Linked DNA regions of Gossypium hirsutum: region 1 is linked to region 2. Evidence: chromatin contacts called from public Hi-C data. All regions are on one chromosome and are shown on one strand. Each heading gives the region's core, a stretch centred on a gene start, on an enhancer-like site or on the middle of the called end of the contact. The rest is flanking DNA. Distances are from core to core; before and after follow the strand shown.

Evidence for each region. Hi-C and Micro-C count contacts between places; a contact is called where the count stands out from the background.
Region 1: a Hi-C map of leaf shows a contact between it and region 2, with 2.5 times the contacts expected there. The contact joins the enhancer-like site here to the promoter of LOC107939077 in region 2. A contact is called at or near these places in 5 of 34 Hi-C or Micro-C datasets (callus, leaf and petal).

What each region holds. Positions count from the first base shown.
Region 1 is chrD04:9,086,630-9,092,416 of Gossypium_hirsutum_v2.1, forward strand. No RefSeq gene overlaps it. Among protein-coding and RNA genes, the nearest start is that of LOC107939071, 31 kb to the right of the region's middle. Within about 2 kb of position 2,497, at least 4 of the 9 cell types and tissues checked have an H3K27ac peak or open chromatin away from gene starts, as enhancers often do. A contact at or near this core is called in leaf, where this site is marked.
Region 2 is chrD04:8,972,832-8,978,070 of Gossypium_hirsutum_v2.1, forward strand. It overlaps LOC107939077 (probable prolyl 4-hydroxylase 7), which reads left to right and starts at 3,192. Exons shown (of 7, transcript XM_016872361.2): 1 at 3,192-3,489; 2 at 3,587-3,644; 3 at 3,734-3,838; 4 at 4,704-4,761; 5 at 4,841-5,016; 6 at 5,142-5,202. The coding sequence starts at 3,332.

The DNA of each region.
Region 1 (5,787 bases), core at 1,247-3,746, 110 kb after region 2:
ATAAAGAAAATGGTTTTTTAATAATTTAAAAATATAAAAAATAATATTATTTAAATCGAATCAGGCCGAATTGGTTAGACCAATAATCAGTTAGGGTATTTGTTAGCTTGGACACTTGCTAAGAAACAAACCATACCAATGAAGGAGTGACAAAGGAGTGGACACTTCTTCACCACCAAATGTTAAAAATGGTAAACACACAAAATAAGGAAATGATTTACGCAGTTCGGTTTTCCCATGTCTGTAGAGCCTAATTTAGTAAGAAATATCTACACTCTTTAACAATTACAATAAGCGATTCTAATCTATTACACCCTGTGACAATTTCTCTCACATTTGTACCTTGAATACTTTAATACTCTCACCACTAAATCATCATTTGTGAATTCAACAAATAAAACCAAAACACAAATGTTTTACTATCAAAATCCACCCATGCAATATGGTTCCTCACATTAGCAAATTAAATGCTTAATTCTCTCGATACATTCACCTGTACAAGTCTCTCAAATATATAAATTATTTCAAGACTTGCTAACAAATAAGATAAGTAAAATACAATATAATAATAACAATCAAAGTAAATATGGACTCTTGGAAACTCAATAAATAGAGTTTCAATCCAATCCCATGTCCATGATCTAAGGGATTAACTTGGGTAATCTGATCCAATACAATCTTCAATAAGCTAGATATTATCCATATACTCAGCATAACCCATATGCATCGTTCAATAAATTGCCAACTCTTCAAATATGTAAATTATCTTCTCATAGTTTTGGTGGCCAGGGAGTGAACATTCCTCTAGCACCAAATTGTCAGTTTCATATTTTTTAACAGTATTGGTTCAGTGAGAGGTAAAAACTAGATGACTAGTGAACTGATACAAACTAGTTGAATCAAGCTAAAAAAACTAGTTGAACTGATAGTCGAACCGATTTTATAATTCTTAATATTTTTTATTTTTTATTTTTAATAAGTTTTCTTTGAATCAATCAGACTAGTCGTTCTAGGAATCAATTGGTCAGACCAATTCAAAATCGACTTACTTGCTAATTCAATTAGTTTTTTTAGCTTGGTTCAACTAGTTTGTCTCAACTCACGGGTCAACTGATTTTTACTTCTCACTGGACTGATACCCCAGCTGGTTCTCAATCCAGTCGGTCTAGTCTGGTTTAAATAACATAGAATTTTTTTTATTTTTTTATATTTTTATTTTTGAATTTTAAAGAATTTTTAATTATATTTTTAAATTTTTTTATGCTTTTATTTAAAATATGAAAAAAATCCTTAAAACTTATTTTTTTTATTATACTTTTTAAGGGCATGGATCAAATTGAAAAAAACTATAAATGTTGATGGCTAAAAATGTTATTTTACTTTTGGCATCATTAACTTAAATGGCAAAATTAGACGGAGGGGCCAAGATTTTTAAATAAAAAAGTATAGAAACTCAACATCTCAAATATAAAGTATAGAGACTAAATTTCAAATTTCAAAAGAGCATATGAATCTTTGACATATTTAAACCAATAAAATAATTCGTGTAATTAAATATTAAAATTTAATTTGAAAATGAGGGAAAAGTTGTTAATGTTGAAATTCATTTTTAACAATGATTATATGAGTTAAGTATGAATCAGATATCTTTACTTACAAGTTATTTAATTATTATTAAATCTAACTCAATCAATTCCAACTATGGAATAAATTGAATACAAATATTTTAATGAAGAGATTTAGGAGTCTAACACTTTTTTTATTAATATTGAAAAGTCTCAATTCAAACTTAACAAGCTTGATAATGGAGCTTACTTTTTATTAGGTAATCAAGTTGGCTCAAATAATTTAGTTTTTATCTTGAATTTTGAGTTTTAAATTTGGTGAAAACTTCTCTTAATAATAGTTATAGTAATATGTGGAATATATAAAATATTAGTGTTAGTAAGTTATTCAAATTCACTCTTTAAAAATAATTTAAATTCAGTTAGATTATTTTTGAGTCGAACTTAAATAATTTAAACTATCAAGCGAGCTGAATTTAAATATTTTAATACTCAACATGAAAAGATTACGACTTTAATTTATATATATTTTTTAAAACTTTTAATTAATATTGAAAAATCCTAGAGTTTAAAATCTAACATGAGAATTAATGTTTTTGAGTAAACAAAATTGAGCAAACTTAATCATACAAATTTCTGCAGTTCAATTGTTATATGGAATTCAAATTTTAAAAATAAAATTCGCTCAAATTTCATTTTGTTTGAGATAAACTTGACTCAATTAGGCCACTAACATGAAGTAAGCCCACCCCTTTTTTGATGATGATGCAAGACAACAAATGGCAAAGTGTTGAACATTAATGAATCTTGAAAATCAGTGTCATATTAAATAGGAAGCAAAGAGAAATGGCAGCAGATGACTGTTGTGGACCTGTTTTTAGCACTCCAAGTAAAACATTGCTGATCTGATCTGATATGATATGATCTTCCTCCCATCTGTGTTTGAAGAGTGGATGATGTTTGGTTCAATGTAATTCGGTTAAAGTGCTTGTGGTGTTGGGGGGGGGGGGTGGGGTGGGGGGGTCCCTTTGTTGTAATCCAAAGAAAGGGACAAGACTAGACTTTGCCATTGAGAAAACCACATCTAGAAGCTCCACCATAGCTTTTATATCGCCATTTGCCAAATCCAAAACAACACCTCTATCTTAGCTTTTGCCACAATCGTTTCCGATTTGGAGAAAGACCCAGAGTTTCTTTTTACATTAATGTTTCATAAATAAATGAAATTGTAGAGCTTTCAAGATATCAATTACAACCACTCTCTTTATTCACCCACCATAATCACTTCCACCACCCACCAACTGTTTGTTAAAATAACAAAAAGAAGCTACAACTTATAAATAGGACTTTTAACTTTTTCACTTTTCTGCCTATAAGTAGACAATCTGACCTTATCACGATTAAAAAAAATGACGCACCCAATGACTTCTCGAATACCCTTAAACACTCCTTAAACAAATTTCATGATTTCATCCATCAATTCAAGCTCCAAGGAGGGAAAAGTGTTTGCTTTTTCCTCCATGGCAACTTGCCCTCCATTCTCGGCCCCTGATAGTTACATCCACTTTCAAAAGCACATTGAGGTGAATTTCATCAAAGTGGCGATTGCTTTCTGCTTTAGTATGCATCTGCCTGATGGGATTCCTCGCTAAAATTGCTAATAATTACTAATTCAATGGCGATCGAATTTACAAGACGAGCATCACACGTGCTAGAAAAAAGAGAGCAAAGCTAAGCAATCTACTGATTATTTTCATTCAATAATTGTGATGCTACGTTTTCCGAAAGGGCTACATTATCAATCTTTGATGTTTCGGTTAGCACCTAACAACTATTTGTTTATTTGATATTAAAGACAAAAGAAAATGTTCTTAATTTTGTCTAACCCGATTGCTTTTAAGGCATACTAACATATTCGATATGTAAATAACTAAGGCCAAAAAAATATTTTTATGCATAGTTATTATCTCGTCAAATCAATCACTTTGATCAAAAAAATTTTGTCTAGTTAAAGATTTACTTTTATTTCTTACCTGCCGATCGCATAGATCATCAATAAATCACATAAAAAATTATTTGAAAATTCTATTGTCACATTCTAGCACACATGTAATAAAATTTTCCATAACCCTGTAGACATGTGACATTCTACTAAAGCTCTTCATAATCTTACCACCAACTCTACCAGTAGGACATCTTTCCAAGAGAACTTATATCAAGCTTTTTATTTATATAAGCTCACTCCATTCAATCAACAAGAAAATTTTAAATACCAATACTTTACACAATTATTCTCAGATCCTCTCATCTTCTTAAACTCTCCAGATCTACTACTAATAAATTTTGACACACTATGTATCAGTAATTAGCATTGTTTGTTGTTTGTTAGAACTTGAACAATAAACTATGCCTCCCCCCAACGACAATATCCCTAACATGTATAACCAAGGAATCACATAAGATTTCCATGAACCACACGACCTAGTTGTTGCTTCTATTCCATTTATTATTTAACGCATGCAACCAACATTAACCAGTAGGCCAAGGATACTACTAGGTCAGGCTTTGATATGGTCAATTTGATTATTATGCTGGTTATTCTGGTACAGTGACCATTATTATTTTGGTTATCACCAATATCCCTAAAAGAATTACATACACCCTTGCCCCTAATATTATCATAGTTATCAAAACCAGTCACTATTCCAACAACAATGGAAATGTTGCAGCAAAATGCTCCAAGTTATCCAAGAAATTTGAGCAGGAAAACCCTAGGTTTCCTTAAGATGGGGCACTGGCTTGGTCCAATAAAATTATAAATAGTAGTGGTTATAAGATTAATCACTATAGCAGTGAGATTAAAATTAGTAGTAGAATATATGATTGGATTCGAGCGCAGTTATAGCGGTGAGATGAAACTACAAAATGACCATTAAGGACACTAAATTAAATTATATATGTAAAATGAACGCTTAAGTATTAAATTTCATAGTCAATATAAATATACTAAATTTGTATTTATTTATTAATTAAATTTTTTGTTTTATTTTTCTTATATTTATTAAACTATATAAAATTAAATATTATTAAAATAAAATGTATTAAATAAATATAATGATTTATTTAAAATAAAAATGATCAAAATTATTTTAAAGTCTTAAATAAAATTTGATAAATAATAAATAAAACTATAAGCTTTAAAATAAAAGAGGAAACTATACAAATTGTAACCTAACTATGCTCGAGTTCCTATTTTGGTCACTCAATTTTAAAAATTTTCAATTTAAGCAATTACGATTGTATTCATTCATATTTTGGTCACTCACCGTTAAATTAATAATGAAAATAATAGCGTTGCTTTTTTTTCTAACTGGTATAATAATACATTTAATCTTCAATACTTATATATTCTATCAAATTGATCTTAATTCTGAATAATTTAATAAATTTAACACTTTACATTTACAAATTTTATTTAATAAAAAAAATGACGTGGCCTTGTTTCACATGGCACAACCTAAGCAATCTAAATTTTATTTTTTAATAGCAAATAACAATTAATTCATGTTTTATTAATTCTCTTACTACCGTTTCTTCAACTTTTCGTGGGAATAAAATAATAACAGTAACACTTATTTTTAAGATAATTGATCCATGAATTTCTTTTTTATTTAATTATGTTCTTGACCTGGTTCGCATGCATGTTGTTCCGAATTTCATTTTATTTTAATTATTCATGTTTGCATTAGTAATAAATCAACATGGATATAAAGTATGATATTTTAAATATATGAAAAACACGAATATATTCATCTAAACATATTCATATATAGCAATTATCTCGAGTTTGGGTAACAATAGTATTTTCCTTTAAAATTATTTTAAAAAATATGTTTTCTTCTGTTTGCGAACTGTAAGAGAACTTTGTTTTAAAAGTAGGAAGTTTTGGTTAGGATGTTTAAGGATCAAATTGATAAAATTTGTAAATTTGAAAGGTTAAATTTATTGAATTATTTATTATTAAGATCAAATTTATATAATATGTAAGTATTGAGGACTAAATGTATAATTATACCAGTTAAAAAAAGGTCACCTCATTATTTCCGTTATCAATTTAACGATATATGATCAAAGCAGAAAAAATATAAACATTAATGTTTAAATTGAAATGTTTTTAAAATTGAATAATCAAAACAGGAACACAAACATAATTGGGTGACCA
Region 2 (5,239 bases), core at 1,942-4,441:
TGCCTAAACTAATGAATGAATTAATAATACAAACCTAACCTATGGCTATACCAGACTTATACTAATTTATTGTATTATTTATACAACATCAATTTAATAAAAAAACTTGTTAAAATTCAAGATAAAATAATAATTATATTTATTTTAGAAATGTTTTTATTTTTATTTTTATTTTTCATGTAACTAAAATAATTGATTTATTAATTTTTTTTAAAATTACTAATTTATTTTAAAATATAATTTTTTTTAAAATTAATATCGTAGAGAGAATATTACGTTCTTAATTGTTACAGCAACAATAATCCCGATTGAAAAACTTAAAAAAAAATCAATATTTAAAATAACATTAAAAAATATTTTAAGCATGGAAACCAGCAAGAGCCTTGAGCCGCGCCATACAAAAACTGCCCCCCGAACTTCTTCAAAAGTAACTGAGAAGCACAAGCTATTACGGTCCACGTCACTTAGTGACAGAAACAGAGTACCAAAGCCACCAGCAATATTTTGGTCCTTCTTGGACAGATTGCGAAAGAAATCTACTGTCACCTTTTTTATCCGCAATTCAAATACCCGAGTTAATGTGATTACTTCGTCTTCGAATGATAGTACTTGGATGGAAGAAACGAGTATTTCTATCACCATCAATCTAACTCTGTTTGTGCTGTAAATAAACTAAGCTTAATGATTGGATTTTTGTTATGTTTGTTTATTTTTAAATTTATGCTTATTTATTCTGTGTTCGTTGAGAATTTTAAATATTTTGTTTGTATTTGTTTATTTAAAATTATACGTGATCATATTCATTCGTTTAAGTTAAATGTTGAGAACAATATTGAATGTTCATTAATATTAAACAAACAATTATAAATATTAATAATTATAAATAAAAAATAAGCCCAAACCATAATTGTTTTATTAATATATACTAAGGAACAATTATAACACACACCATCTTTCAATTATTTCTTATTAACTGATTAGCCCAATTAACTATAATAAACAGATATGGATACATGGGTAACTACACTACACCAGATAGCTCGTCAGAACACTAACTACACTATACTAGGGCACTGAAGTGCAAAGCCTTTAGGCAACATATGTCGTAATACAATACATCCCTCCATAACACCAGAGTCTCTATAGAGACATATAACTCAGTAATCCGCAACAAAACTAGATTTCGGTATAAACAATTAATTCTCCGTATGTTAGTATACTTAGTATCATTCATTTACAAATCTCGTACAACGTGCAAATAACATTATTGTCATGCCAATTGTATCATATCCTTTCTTACATTCATCCGAGCACATTTAATACATCGGATCAATTCTTTACAATTCAATCATTTTCTAACCTTTTTGTACCAATTTGTATACAATTCAAAGTACATTCACACAATAAAAATTTTTAATTCAAAACACACATTACATTTATATATATAACTATACTATATGAACTTACCTAGAAAAAACTGTAGTAAATGATGTGTTGAGGACTAATCTGCAATTATCCATTTTCTTCGATTAGCTTCCGGTTGATTCAAATCTTGATCTATACGGTAATTTATTTCAATTTATTAGTTCAAATACCTATTAACATCCCATTTCATGCTTATGACATTTTAATTTTCAATTTTTAATAGTTCCCTAAAGTTCCGCATTTTATTCAATTTAGTCATTAAAACCAAAACAACCGTAACTTTCACATTTGAGCATCGTTTTACAATCCGATTTCAAATACATCCTTATATAACTCTCTACTATCTAAAATTATCAACATCTCATGATAGTTTTACAACTTATTCAATTTAGTCCCTGTGTTCAAAAATTAACATTTAAACTTTACAAACTATTCCCTTTTTCATTTCTACACTTTAACAGTTTTGCGAAATAGTACCCTAGTTAGCTATATCGAGCTACCACGATCTAGAAAATATAAAATTTATGAAAAAGGGGCTCGGTTTGACTTACATGGAAGGGCTGAATGTTGGAGCATTCAACAATGGCTTCTCTTCATCCTACTATTGTTTTCAAAAGGTGGGAAAGGAAAAAAAAATGGAAGATGATAATTTCTTTTATGTTTTTAAAATTATAATAATTATTTAACATTATTTTAACAACAATTAACTATAAAATGCTCGCTAACCATCCATTCCTTTCTAAAATGACTAATTTTCCATTTAAAGCCTTGATGTTATACTATTGAGCCCTTTTAACAAATAAAATCAATAGCGCTTAACTTTTACAGTTTTTATGATTTAATCATTGTACCTTAATTACTAACCATTCAATAAAATTACTATGCCAAAAATCAATATAATACTATAATAGACTCGTAAATATGAATTAATAATATTTACTGACTCAATCATCAGAAGACAGGATTCCGAAATCATTGTTTTCGGTACCACTACAAAACAAGCTATTACATATATTAGTAGATAATCTAAGTAGTCTATAGTCCAATCAAAATTGAGCAAATTGATTGAAAGATTATTATGTCATCTATCAAGCCCAAGTTACGAGATGCTACAATCATTGTCGGAGCAACTATAATCACACATTTACCATGCAACCATCCACACATGCTAATTAATGTAATTCACATATATTCTACGCTAAACAATAAATTTCAAGTCTTACGCGAGCTTACGAAAGCTCTTTTGCTAACAAGAGCATGAATTAAGATCAAATTGTAAAGTGGTCAAAATCTTAGGCAGCGTCATGATATGTGGTTGCTTGTCACGACATCATTCTCTGAGATGACGACGTTGCAATGTTCAGAGTTCATGGTGCGACATCACCCTTATTTTTGGCAAAAAAAAATGCTATATCTTTTGCTAGAGATGGATAACCTTTCGTTGGCAAACATGCTCAACAATACTGGTGATGAGAATAGTTATGATGTTGTCTATCATTCTATTAAACGAATGCTAATCTTGCGTTGAGAGATGCATGTTAACCATATATTTTTGTCTAAATAAATTTTTTTTAAGAAATACTGTTTAAAACTCGACTCGTAATCTTTGAAAAATTATAAAATGGAAAGAAGTAAAACGCACCGTTTTGGTTTAATTTCTTTTGTCATAAAAGGAAGAAGCTTCCAGAAACATTCACTTTTTTTTCCGCGTTTAACGTTTCCAGTAAAACAATCAAAAAAGCCTTCCACGACAAAACCCATGGGCGCCCATTAAATACCCACTTAAATAGAAAATAAATGAAATATTAAAAACTAATAATAAAAACAAAGCTAATCTCTTCAAAGTCGAAGTCTCATCTCTGCGATTCTAGTACGGATTGCCGATTATATTTGTTTTCATTTTCTTATGGATTCTCAGCATTTTCTCGGATTCTTTCTTCTAATTTTCCTTCAGTCTTGTTTGGTTTCGGCTGATATTAATGGATCGGTTCTTAAAATGAAAACAGGAACTTCTTCGGTTCCGTTTGATCCGACTCATGTTACTCAACTCTCATGGCACCCTAGGCAAATTTATTTTCTCCTTTTTATTTACTTTCATTTTTTCCAGTTTAATTTATTCAAAATTGTGAAATTTTTTATTTTTCTTTTTTGCTATTTGCAGGGCTTTCATTTACAAAGGATTTTTATCGAGTGATGAATGTGATCACCTTATTACTCTGGTAAGCGACAATTTTTCTTTTCTTTTTTCTTTTTTTGAAAATTTTTATTTTTATTATTTGATTTTTAAACAAAATCGTGTTAATTTCAGGCCAAGGATAAGTTAGAGAAATCAATGGTGGCGGATAATGAATCAGGTAAAAGCGTCGAAAGTGAAGTTCGAACCAGCTCTGGCATGTTTCTTCAGAAAGCTCAGGTGTATATATAAATTGTCTTTTTCTTTCTTTTTCAACTTAAATCTGTGATCTAATTGGGTTATATATATGTGTGTGTGTGTGTGTGTGTGTGCGTGCGTGCGTCCGTGTAAGAGAGGAATGCTGTTATTTTATTTGCAATGTCCGTCATCAAATGTTGAATTTATGATTAAAATTATAGATTTAGGAGTGAGAACCGATCTTTCACTTGCATTTGATTTTTCTTTTTGCTAAATTGAAGGTATGTAATTTCATGCAATGGAATCTGTAGTTTCTGAAGAAATGATAGAGTTTCTGGCTTTATAGAATCTTGATCTAAGGAGTATCTGGCTGACGTATACTGTGAAATGCATGCTTTTGTTTTCTCGAACTTGCATTTGATATTGATAATTTTGATCATTTACTTCAAAGTTTTCCAAACAATTATAAGTTTTGAACCACTTACTGCCAGAATTGCTGGGAGTTCTTTGTTGATGCTCTGTAAGAAATTATATTCTGCTTTTTTCTGTATTAACCAACTTTTCGGTGATAGTTTATTACCGATGATGCACTGTATGATTCTGCTTTTCCCCTCATGATTTACTCAGACTTTCTGGCGTGGCCAGTTCTTTGCCAAGGTATCTATTTCCTTGTTGATGAACAGTTGAAAAGCTTATTCCATATTGGCGCTCACTATTTTCTGTCTTGTCAAATCGATGCCATAAAATTACTGTCTCGGACCTCTCGGTGCATTCATGCAAGCATTTGTTATGTGTTTGATTAAGTTTAGAGATTGTTTATTCTATGCTTATGTTTTGAAATGCATTGCATGTGTTGACCCCTTGAAGTTAAAAAGCTTATGCTGTGTCTTCTGTTTTTCATTTGCAGGATGAAGTAGTCGCTGATATTGAAGCTAGGATTGCAGCATGGACCTTCCTTCCAGTTGGTAGGTTTTTGCATTTGTTTTTTGTTATGATATCTTAGCCCTTGTGAATGGGCTTTTTTCTCATTGGCATTGCAAACAGAGAATGGGGAGTCCATTCAAATACTACACTATGAACATGGTCAGAAGTATGAGCCACATTTCGATTATTTTCATGACAAAGCTAATCAACAGCTCGGTGGTCACCGTATTGCTACTGTACTGATGTATTTGTCTGATGTTGAGAGTGGAGGGGAAACTGTGTTTCCAAATGCAGAGGTAAGCATTTGATTGTGGAATCCGGTTTTCTGCCTGTCTTTTATTATCTTTTTCTTTTGTTTGATTTAGCCCATTGTTACTTTTCCATTTTATTTAGTTCATTGCTCTTCACTTTTTTTCTGCAGGGACGACTTTCTCAGGTGCAGGATGAAAATTGGTCGGCCTGTGCCAAAAATGGATATGCAGGTATTAAGATTACCTTGGAGATATTTAGTTGCTTAAT